2 separate regions of the Rattus norvegicus genome follow, and region 2 is linked to region 1. A link is a contact called in public Hi-C data. All regions are on one chromosome and are shown on one strand. Each heading gives the region's core, a stretch centred on a gene start, on an enhancer-like site or on the middle of the called end of the contact. The rest is flanking DNA. Distances are from core to core; before and after follow the strand shown. Region 1 holds the start of Tnfrsf11a (TNF receptor superfamily member 11A). Region 2 has its middle 78 kb from the start of Tnfrsf11a.

Evidence for each region. A called contact is a pair of places that touch in the nucleus more often than the background predicts.
Region 2: a contact with region 1 is called in a Hi-C map of liver, with 2.4 times the contacts expected there. The contact joins the enhancer-like site here to the promoter of Tnfrsf11a in region 1. A contact is called at or near these places in 3 of 12 Hi-C or Micro-C datasets (Schwann cells, hepatocytes and liver).

What each region holds. Positions count from the first base shown.
Region 1 is chr13:22,440,472-22,445,297 of GRCr8, reverse strand. It overlaps Tnfrsf11a (TNF receptor superfamily member 11A), which reads right to left and starts at 2,327. Exons shown (of 10, transcript NM_001271235.1): 1 at 2,232-2,327. The coding sequence starts at 2,309.
Region 2 is chr13:22,518,167-22,522,992 of GRCr8, reverse strand. No RefSeq gene overlaps it. Among named protein-coding and RNA genes, the nearest start is that of Tnfrsf11a, 78 kb to the right of the region's middle. Within about 2 kb of position 2,897, at least 17 of the 93 cell types and tissues checked have an H3K27ac peak or open chromatin away from gene starts, as enhancers often do. A contact at or near this core is called in hepatocytes and liver, where this site is marked.

The DNA.
Region 1 (4,826 bases), core at 1,078-3,577:
TCTTTCCTCATGGCTTGACCCTGTCACCAAGTTCCTCATGTTCTGGTGACATCCCTCTCCCCAACCGTAAAATTATTTTCATTGCTATTTCATACCTGTGATGTTGCTAATGTCATGAATTGTAATTTAAATATCTGATATGCAGGATATCTGACGTACAACCCCTGTGAAAGGGTCATCGGACCTCCAAGGAGGTGACACCCCACACGCTGAGAACTGCTGTGAGTCTGCTCTTTAGCCCACACCTCACCTTAAAAATATATATTTCTTGCTACAAATAAAAATGGGCGTAATTAAAACATCTCAAAGAAAAGCAGAAGGGAAGTAGAAGGTAGAGACAGGATGATCTGAGAGATCAACTTAAGCCACATTCAGTCAGTCCACCGTGCCCACGAATTCTGCGCACAGATCAATCAACTGCTGATCAAAGATACGACTTAAACTCTGTGACCAAGCTGAACATGCAGCAACTGTTTTGGGTTAGGTTCACTACGTAGGACAGCATAACAAGCCCTACAGAGCACGCACACTTGTCCTCCTGACGTGAGAAAAGCAAAGGAGGTTGGGTAGGTCAGTGGCAAAATGCTGGTCTTCACGGACCAGCTCCTGGACTTGGACCCAGCACAGCCAAAAACACACTCAGCACATACATGCACACAGACATACATACAAAATAGGAGAGCTGCCGGCCAGTTCCAAACGCTGTGCTACTCTGTTATTAGAATCAAATGTGTGTACTTTTTTCTTCCTCTTTTGCTGTGTAGTCAGGCAGGTTTTTCCAATGCAGCAAACTATTGCTTAGAGAGCCAGGTTTTTTTTGTTTGTTTGTTTTGTTTTTTGTTTTGTTTTGTTTTTTTTAAAAAGGTAGCTCCCACCTGTTGAACACTTCATTAAGCAAGCAACATTTGAAGTGCTTCAAATGTTCGATTCTATTAGGTCCTTCCTCCTTGTTCTCCCTCCCCCACTCTAAGAGACCCATTCTGCCAGAAATGAAGTAGAATGAGCCCTTTTACTGTTCTGCTAGGTCTCCCAGGACAGTGACATTCACGGAAGCCTAAGACTGTTTTAACAGAAGAAGGGGGATCTAAAACTGCTGAGCCAAGAAACCTCACTGACATTTTCCCTTCCCTCAGAGAAACCCCGCAAGCGCACATGATGTTTAGCGGGCTTCTGAACAGCTCAGTCCAGCCAGGCAGAAGTGAACGTTTGGCTTCGTGCTTGGGATGGCCACATTGAATAACGGTGGTAAAGAAATCACTCCTGGGAGCCCCGGTGAGACCCCTTACTGGCCCAAGCTCTTTATAAAGCCAAGCAGTAGCAGCTCCTGGTAAGAGTAGAGGACGGACCCTGCTCGGGGTTCAAGGATCTGGGACATGGACATTTAGTTACAGGAAGGGGATTCTCCACACTGACTTTTCCCTCCTCCTCTAGGCTGCTGATGGTGCCTCAAGAGCAGCCAGAAAGGCCCTGGTCTCTAAGCACTGTGCATCCCAGTTACACCTTAACGTCCATCAGCGCTGGGCCCAGGCTCATCCCAGGTGGAAGCAAGGACTACAAGGCTTGTTCTTGGCATCAATAATAGCTCGAGGCGCATCACTACCCTAGTTTCTTCCATGGCAAAGACATATTTCATCCTAACATGGTCAAAGGTTTCTAAGCACAAGCAATTCCTGCCGGTCCACGAGCTATTTGTGGGGAGGAGGGAGGAAAAAGGAACACGCAAAAAGGAGAGCTTGTCAGCCTGGCCGAAGAAACTTCCAAATACTACCTCTCTACACATCCACTACACCCCCCCTACACTTCTCCACCTTCGCGGTGGGGGAGATGGAGAGAAAACTAAGCTAGGGGACGGCCTGAAAACCAAGTCAGGGACCCTGAGCTCCCAGGGATCTGCGTGGATTGAAAGCACACCCCTAGGTTTTAGGAAGGGATCACTAACATGGTCTGTGCATACAATCTCGCTGAGTGTCGCCGACCTTTGGAAGAGCCTACTAGGTGTACCTGGAGAACCAAGGTAGCACCCGAACTCCGTGCTCTGCAGATCCCGTGTCCCGGGGTCGGGGTTCAGCCTTCCAAGCCCCAGCACCCTCCCAGTTGCCAACCCTTGGCTCCACGCACCAGCTGGGGTCTCCATCCCCTGATCCCCGAGTCCCAGCTGGTGTCTGCGACGCAGCGGCGCCAGGGGTCCTCGATCCAAGGGGACGGCGGGCGACAGCGGTGCGGGTCCTTACCTGCAATGGGAGGAGCAGCACGCAGAGCGCCAGCAGAGGCGCGGGAAACTGGCGGCGCCGCCGGGCGCGCGGGGCCATGGCGCGGTGCGGGCGGGCTGGGCGCACGGCCTCTCTGGACCCGCGGTCGCCGCCGCCCTCCGCCCGCCTCGTCCCGCCCCGTGCGCCCGGCTCCGCCCGGCACCTGCCCCCGCGCCGCCGCCGGGCTCCGCCAGGGGGTGCCCAAGCGTGGGCTGCGGTGGCACCCGGTGGAGATGGCTTCGGCATTCCACGAGTGCTTCAGACCCGCGCGGGATCCCGGCCGGGTGTCCCCAGGCTCTGAGCTCTCGGGTGCAGCACCTGCGGGCAGGCGCTGGACAGCCCTGCCAAGGTTGCCCTTCGCCTTTAGTGGACCCTGCCTTGTCGCCCCTGCCGGACCCTGCCTGCAGAAGGTGTACCGCTGTTGGGGTTTGCTTGACTATAACTAAAGAATCTACACCATATAGTGTCCACAGCTCCCCCAAACCTCCTTTACACAGCCCTATACTTTCCCTCATTCGGGCTGCCTCCAGCGACCGCTTCCTCTTGGCTCTTCTCACCGCACCTGTCTCTGCCCTTCACCCCCTCTGTCACACTCATAGCAAGCTTTCCAGGTAGACACTTACCACCCTGCTTGATGAACCCCTTCACCTGAACCGCTAGGTCACCTCTTCTAATATAGAACTAGTTTAAAGTCAGGAATGAGCGATCCTGTCGTTTTCGTGACTTCTTGTTACTGGCTTCTGGGTTTGTCTTTTTCCAAATTTCAGGTCAATGTTGGTTACACAATGGTACAGCCTTGCCTCTGTGTAGTAACAGTGAGAGGAAGAGCCTTGTCTCAGAAACAGTGTTTTTCAATTCCTTGAGTGCCAGAACAGTCTCTGCCAGCTTTCTGCCCGCCATCTTAATGATTTTCCGTCCGAAACTGTGGACTTTTCTAACAAGGAAGACTGGATTTGTCTATTACTCCTTTCAATTCTGTCAGTTTTTCACATCCTCGAAACTCCCTAGAGACATAGCGATTTAGAATTGTGTCTTCTTGGTAAATTGACCTTTTATCATTATGACATTCCCTTCTTGATCCAAGATAAAATTTCACATTCTGGTCTACTTTACATTTGTGTGTAGTCATGTCACCTTTCTTATGAATGCTATTTGAGTAGTATATCTGATTCTTTCACATGTAAGCCTGTTTCAGTGACAGCATACAATTTGGACTGTTTCTGCCTTCCTGGTGGAGCATGCACACTTAGTCATCATATACTGTGAATTGATCTACTACCTTTCTGAGTTTTTCTACTCGTTCATCTCTATTCCATTTTTATTCTTGACTTCCTTTGTGTTGCTTTAAAACAATTTTAAAAACAGTACTTTATTTTATGCATAGCAATACAATTTTTGTGTTAAATAATACTACGGTAGAATTATTTGACTTAAAATGGTATCATTTTTAAAAACAAGAAAAAATGGGGAAAATTTTCAGGTTAGAAAACCCTTTCCTGGGGGTTGGGGATTTAGCTCAGTGGTAGAGCGCTTGCCTAGGAAGTGCAAGGCCCTGGGTTCGGTCCCCAGCTCCAAAAAAAAGAACCAAAAAAAAAAAAAAAAAAAAAAAAAAAAAAAGAAAACCCTTCCCTGGAAAACAATCCTTTGGATTACCTTTAAAGATTCCATTTTGTCCACTCTCATGGCCTATTTCATATATAGCCATGTGTGTGTGTGTGTGTGTGTGTGTGTGTGTGTGTCTAAAGGCATTGGATGTGCATGTTGTGTTTATGTGCATGTTGGAGGCCCGAGGTCAAAGTTGAGTGTCTTCCTTAATTACTTCTCCATCTTCATAGAGGATCTTTCGCCAAACCTAGACCTCGCCAATTCTGCTAGACTGGCTGGCTGGTCAGAGAACGCCTGGGATCCTTCTGTCTCCTCAAAATTCTTGCTTGTCTTTCAAATTCTCGGCTATACAGCCTGATTGGTTCACTACCCAGTTGTTTTATGTTTTCTGGAACCTAATCTGTGTGTGTTGCCCTAAACATTTTAAAGTCATTTAGAGAAACAAGTCCAAGTCTAAGAATTTAGCATATCGACACATAAAGGGAGTGCACAAAACTGCTTATTATAGCAATCTGATAAAACCACACCGCAAAAAAAAATAATAAAATAAATAAATAAATATATAAATAAAGTGGATTTCGGTAAGGAAAAGTTTGGCAATGCAATGCTCTTTTATGGTTTGTAATATTGAAAAACCTTACATGCTTGTTGAAAAGATGTTCATATAGTAAATAAGAGAAGCAACTTACTACTCAATTATTCAGTCTCACGTCTGCAGACAAGCACACAAACCTCACAGGGTCTTACTTACAGCAGTGAAGAGTGTTTCTAGGAGGGCAGCAGCAGCAAGGGCTGAAGCGCTCCTAGAGAGGAGCTCCACGGCTCACACAGAGACACAGACAAGCTTAGAGCTTACAGTCTCTAGGCAACAAGTGGCAGAACGGCCTCATTAGGAAGGGACATTTAAATATCAACTGAGTTGCACAGTAGGGAAAAAGAGAGAGTTATAACTTTATTTTTGGATGTTTTAAA
Region 2 (4,826 bases), core at 1,648-4,147, 77 kb before region 1:
TGCAGGTGATTTCCAGCACTGCCTGTAAGTCTACTGTCTGCTGGAAAGCCACACAGGTCTCTATGTAGACACAGCAGAGGCAGCATGAAGCCAAATTGAGAAAGAAACAATACAGTCACTCCTTGCCTCATGCTAAGGTGCTGACTGGATAGCCTTTGTTCTTCTCCACAGACAGGTGTCTTGGAGCTAGGATGTAAGACATCTTTGGCAGTTTTGCCTGCTGTGGTAGGATAGCGTAATGGTTCCTTGTGTCCACAGTTGTGCTAGCATCTGTGTTACCCAAGTACTTGCCATGATACCTTTTGTGACCAAAGGGTTATCTTGCAGACATAGCTTTGGAGCCTCCATCCTTCAATCTGGTTCATCCGTTGTTCAGGCTTCTACTATTGTTCAAGTGAGTCAAATGGCAAGAACAGGGGACACAGGATGGAGGATACAGGAGGACTGCTGACCTCATGACCAGAAACCAAAATAAAGAGGGAAGAGTTGGGGTCCCAGAGTATCCTTTAAGAGGAAGTCCCCAATGTCCCAAAGACATCCCAGTAGAACCTACCTCTAAAGGGAGTCTGCTCCCTCCCAGTGATGCCACCCTGGCCAACGAAGTTTTTTTTCTTCTTTCAAGTTTTGTTCTTCTATTTATTTTGCATGTGTGCATGCATGCATGCATTCCACAGTACATAGGAGGTGGGAGTCAGGTGTCTGCTGCTGCCATATGGGTCTCCAGGAGTGAACTCAAGTCATCCACCTTGGTGGCAAGTGCTCTTACCCATTAAGCCTCTCATTGGCCTGGAATAATTTTATGCCCCTAAGATACATGGGTCTTGCAGGATGGTCACTATTTCCTAGAGCCTGTTAAAATACTCCCTCACCCAGTGAAAGGGATTCTAAAGAGAAGATTACACTAAGGCTCTTGGGGTGGTCAGGTGGTCCTGACTTAACTGGATAGATAGCCCCTGTGTAACTGCAAAAGACCCTTTGAAGTGGGAAATGGGAGGGCTAGAGAAGACAGCAGAAGCAGAGGTCCAGGTGCATAGGTTAGCCGAAGATGGGCCGAAGGACATGGGCCACCTCTAGAAGCTCAAAAAGGCTTGCAGAAGCAGCATGGCCCTGCTGGGTCTTCAGGATGGCAGAGTAACCGCTTCATGATTTCAGCCTAGAGAGATGCATTTTAGATTTCTAGAACTAGAAAATAGTATGTCTGTGTTGTTTTAAGCCACTAAGTCTGGTCTTTTGTTACAGAAGCAAAGGAAAGGAACGGTCTGGCTATTAGCCAGATGAGACTGTGTTCAAGTCCTTGACAAATTCAAAATACTGGCACAGCAAGGAGGGACTTCTTTGGCTTGCCTTCTGCCCTCTCCAGTCAATATGGAAGAACCCAGAAGCCGGAGGAAAGGGGTCTCAAAGTGGTGAAAAACGGAGCCTGCCCAGGCCAGAGAGCGGATACCTCTGCTAGTTTACACGCCAGAGTCAGCGCTGGTGGCAGTTGAGTCCTACTAACTCAACTCCATACTGAGCCCCAGCCGCTACCCGCTGTACACACACACATACACAGACACACACACACATACACACACACACACATACACACACACACACATACACAGACACACACACACATACACACACACACAGACACATACACACACGCACACACACAGACACACACACACATACACACACAGACACACAGACACACAGACACACACACACATACACACACACACACAGACACACACACACAGACACACACACACAGACACACACACACACATACACACACACAGACACACACACACATACACACACAGACACACACACACACGCACACACACATACACACACAGACACACACACATACACACACACACAGACACACACACACACATACACACACAGACACACACAGACACACACACACAGACACACACACATACACACACAGACAGACAGACACACAGACACACACACACACATACACACAGACACACACACACAGACACACACACACACATACACACACACAGACACACACACACAGACACACACACATACACACACAGACACACACACAGGCACACACACACATACACACACACAGACACACACACAGACACACACACACATACACACACACAGACACACACAGACACACACACATACACACACACAGACACACACACACAGACACACACACAGACACACACACACACGCACACACACATACACACACAGACACACACACATACACACACACAGACACACACACACACGCACACACACATACACACACAGACACACACACATACACACACACAGACACACACACACAGACACACACACACACAGATACACACACAGACACACACACAGACACACACACACACACGCACACACACAGACACACACAGACACACACACACAGACACACACACACACACACACACACACACACACACACACACACACACACACACACACAAAAACCAAATATTAAACTGTCTTAAAAGCACTCTCAGGAGGAACCTGGAAATTGGTCCCAAATTTATTGATTCCACAAAACAAGTATTTCATGGGTGGTGACTTTATATGTTTGTATGCTGGCAATTTGTCTCTTTGGGTGTATTCCCTCTTCTCTCTGGTATGTGCATATGTGTGCAAATGAAGACAATCACCACCCACCTTAGTGTTTGAGACAGGATCTCTTCAGTGAACCACACGTTTGCTGTTTTGGCCACAACTGTCTGGGTAAGAACCCTGGGTCTGCTTCTCTCTGCCCCGACAGTGCTGGAATTTAGGTTCCTGCAGCCATGCTTTCATGGGAACAATCAGCATAGCAAGCCCATGACTCACTGAGCAGTCTTCCCAGCTCCCAGGAAAGTTCTGAACTAAATACACACAATGTGTGGAAATGTACCTGGCCGGCCCAATGTTTACAGTTCCACTACAGTTTAGTGACCCTTAAAAAAGGACATGCTTGGTGTTTTCCTGACTGTGCTCAGAGCACTTCCTTCGAATGCTTCCTCATTGCCACACCCAAGAAAATACCACGGCAAGAATGAATTCTTAATGACCACACAAGGAAGAGCAGACTTAGACTATGGAAATTCATCAAAAAGGGCTAGGCTTATCAAATCAAAGTGTGATGGCCAGTTCCAGCTAGATCCTAGATGAATGAGAAGTTGTTTTATTCTGTAATATTTGCAATGCAAAAATACTAAAAATGTAGTGGTTTTTGTATTTGAAAATGTATTGGGCATCTTGAGTTTTCCTGGGAACGCTGGTTAGGGCGTGTTTTTTAGAGGGCACTCTATTTGTTGGGGAGGCAACTGTGGAGGTATGAGAAGGGAATAAATGTTGGAGTTAAGTGGATCTAGAAGGCCTTGGTGTCTGACATCTTGACTGGAACTGTGCTCACTTTGCCTGTCTGGCTTTTGGTTGCCCTGGCTATAAGTAACTGGGAGACAAGACTCCTTAGTAATCCCCTGAGATTACAGTTGAGGAGCCATAGATCAGATTCTACTGTTCAGCTCAGCACACGGTGGTTATTTAGGGTAATGTCAGCTCCATCCCATCTGTCGTTCTGGTATTCCTCTTTGTAAAATATTTATTGTGTGTGTGCATACGTGTGTGTGTTCGTGTCAGGGAGCATGCATGATGCACACATGTGTGGAGGTCAGAGAACGCTCTCAAGTGTTGTCCTTCGACCTGGTTTCTGAAGATGTGTACTCCCGGCTGCTTGGCCCTTGAACCTCTGGGCGATTCTCCTGTGTCTCTATCCCATCCCACAGGGGTGCTGGGATCGCAGGCGTGTGCGGCTGCATCGGGCCAGCTCTTGCATAGGTTTTGGGGACATGGACTCAGGTTGTCAGGCTTGCAAGATAGGTGCTTTGTCTGTTGATCATCCCCCAGCCCCTGGTGGTTTTTTTTTTTTGGAGTCAGCCACTGAGGAAATGGGTTATTCTGTTGGAATCTCATGGCTGTAGTGAGTAGGTTAGCCTTCTATACAGCTTTCCTCTTCTGCCTTAAACTTGTAGGGATCAGCAGCAGCTCCTGAGTTGACAGATGGACTGTCCTTACTTCCTGCATAGCCCTTCAGCCCCTGAATGTATCAAGAGACATATCTAGAAGACATGCTGGGGAGACGAAGCCCAAAGACCTTGCTTGACCCAGCAATCCACACATTCCACAGTTCTGCTGCAGATAGTTTGCTGAGACCCTCACAGAAAGCCCTTGGCTTCATTTGTAAAGTGTTGGTTCTACAGCATTTAGCCTATGCACCACTGCTGGGCAGCAGGTCAGGGAGGGTGGACAAGCCCTGCCCAGGACAGCTGGCTTCCTCTGAATCGATCATTGTCACACTGCTGCTGAATATGTTTTTGTTTTCTTTTCAATGTCCCAGGCTAATGAATAAGAACTGTGGAATGATGCTCCAAAAGGGCCAGGCTTCTCAGTCTTCAGATTGGTTTATAGAATTAGTTTTGTTACCGAGATAATTTTCTAATTATGGTACCTTTGGGCCAAGGCTAATTATTTAAAATTACTTTGTAATATGCCTATATGGACTGAAACAGAAAATCAGTTTGTTTGAGCTCTGGGAGAGCTGGAGGGAAATTTGGGGCAAACATTGTGCTAAATTGGCCATATGTCATTTTAAAAGCAGCTAATGTATCAGATAGACAGATAACTTAAAACAAAAGCAAGTCACTTCCTAGAAGAGAAAGGGCAGCAGCCCAAGGTTGCCGTGGTTCCAACTATGGCTTTGTTCGCCCCGCCCCCCAGCACAGGAATCTTCATTTAATTTTTCAAAGCAGCGTTAAGGAAGTGAA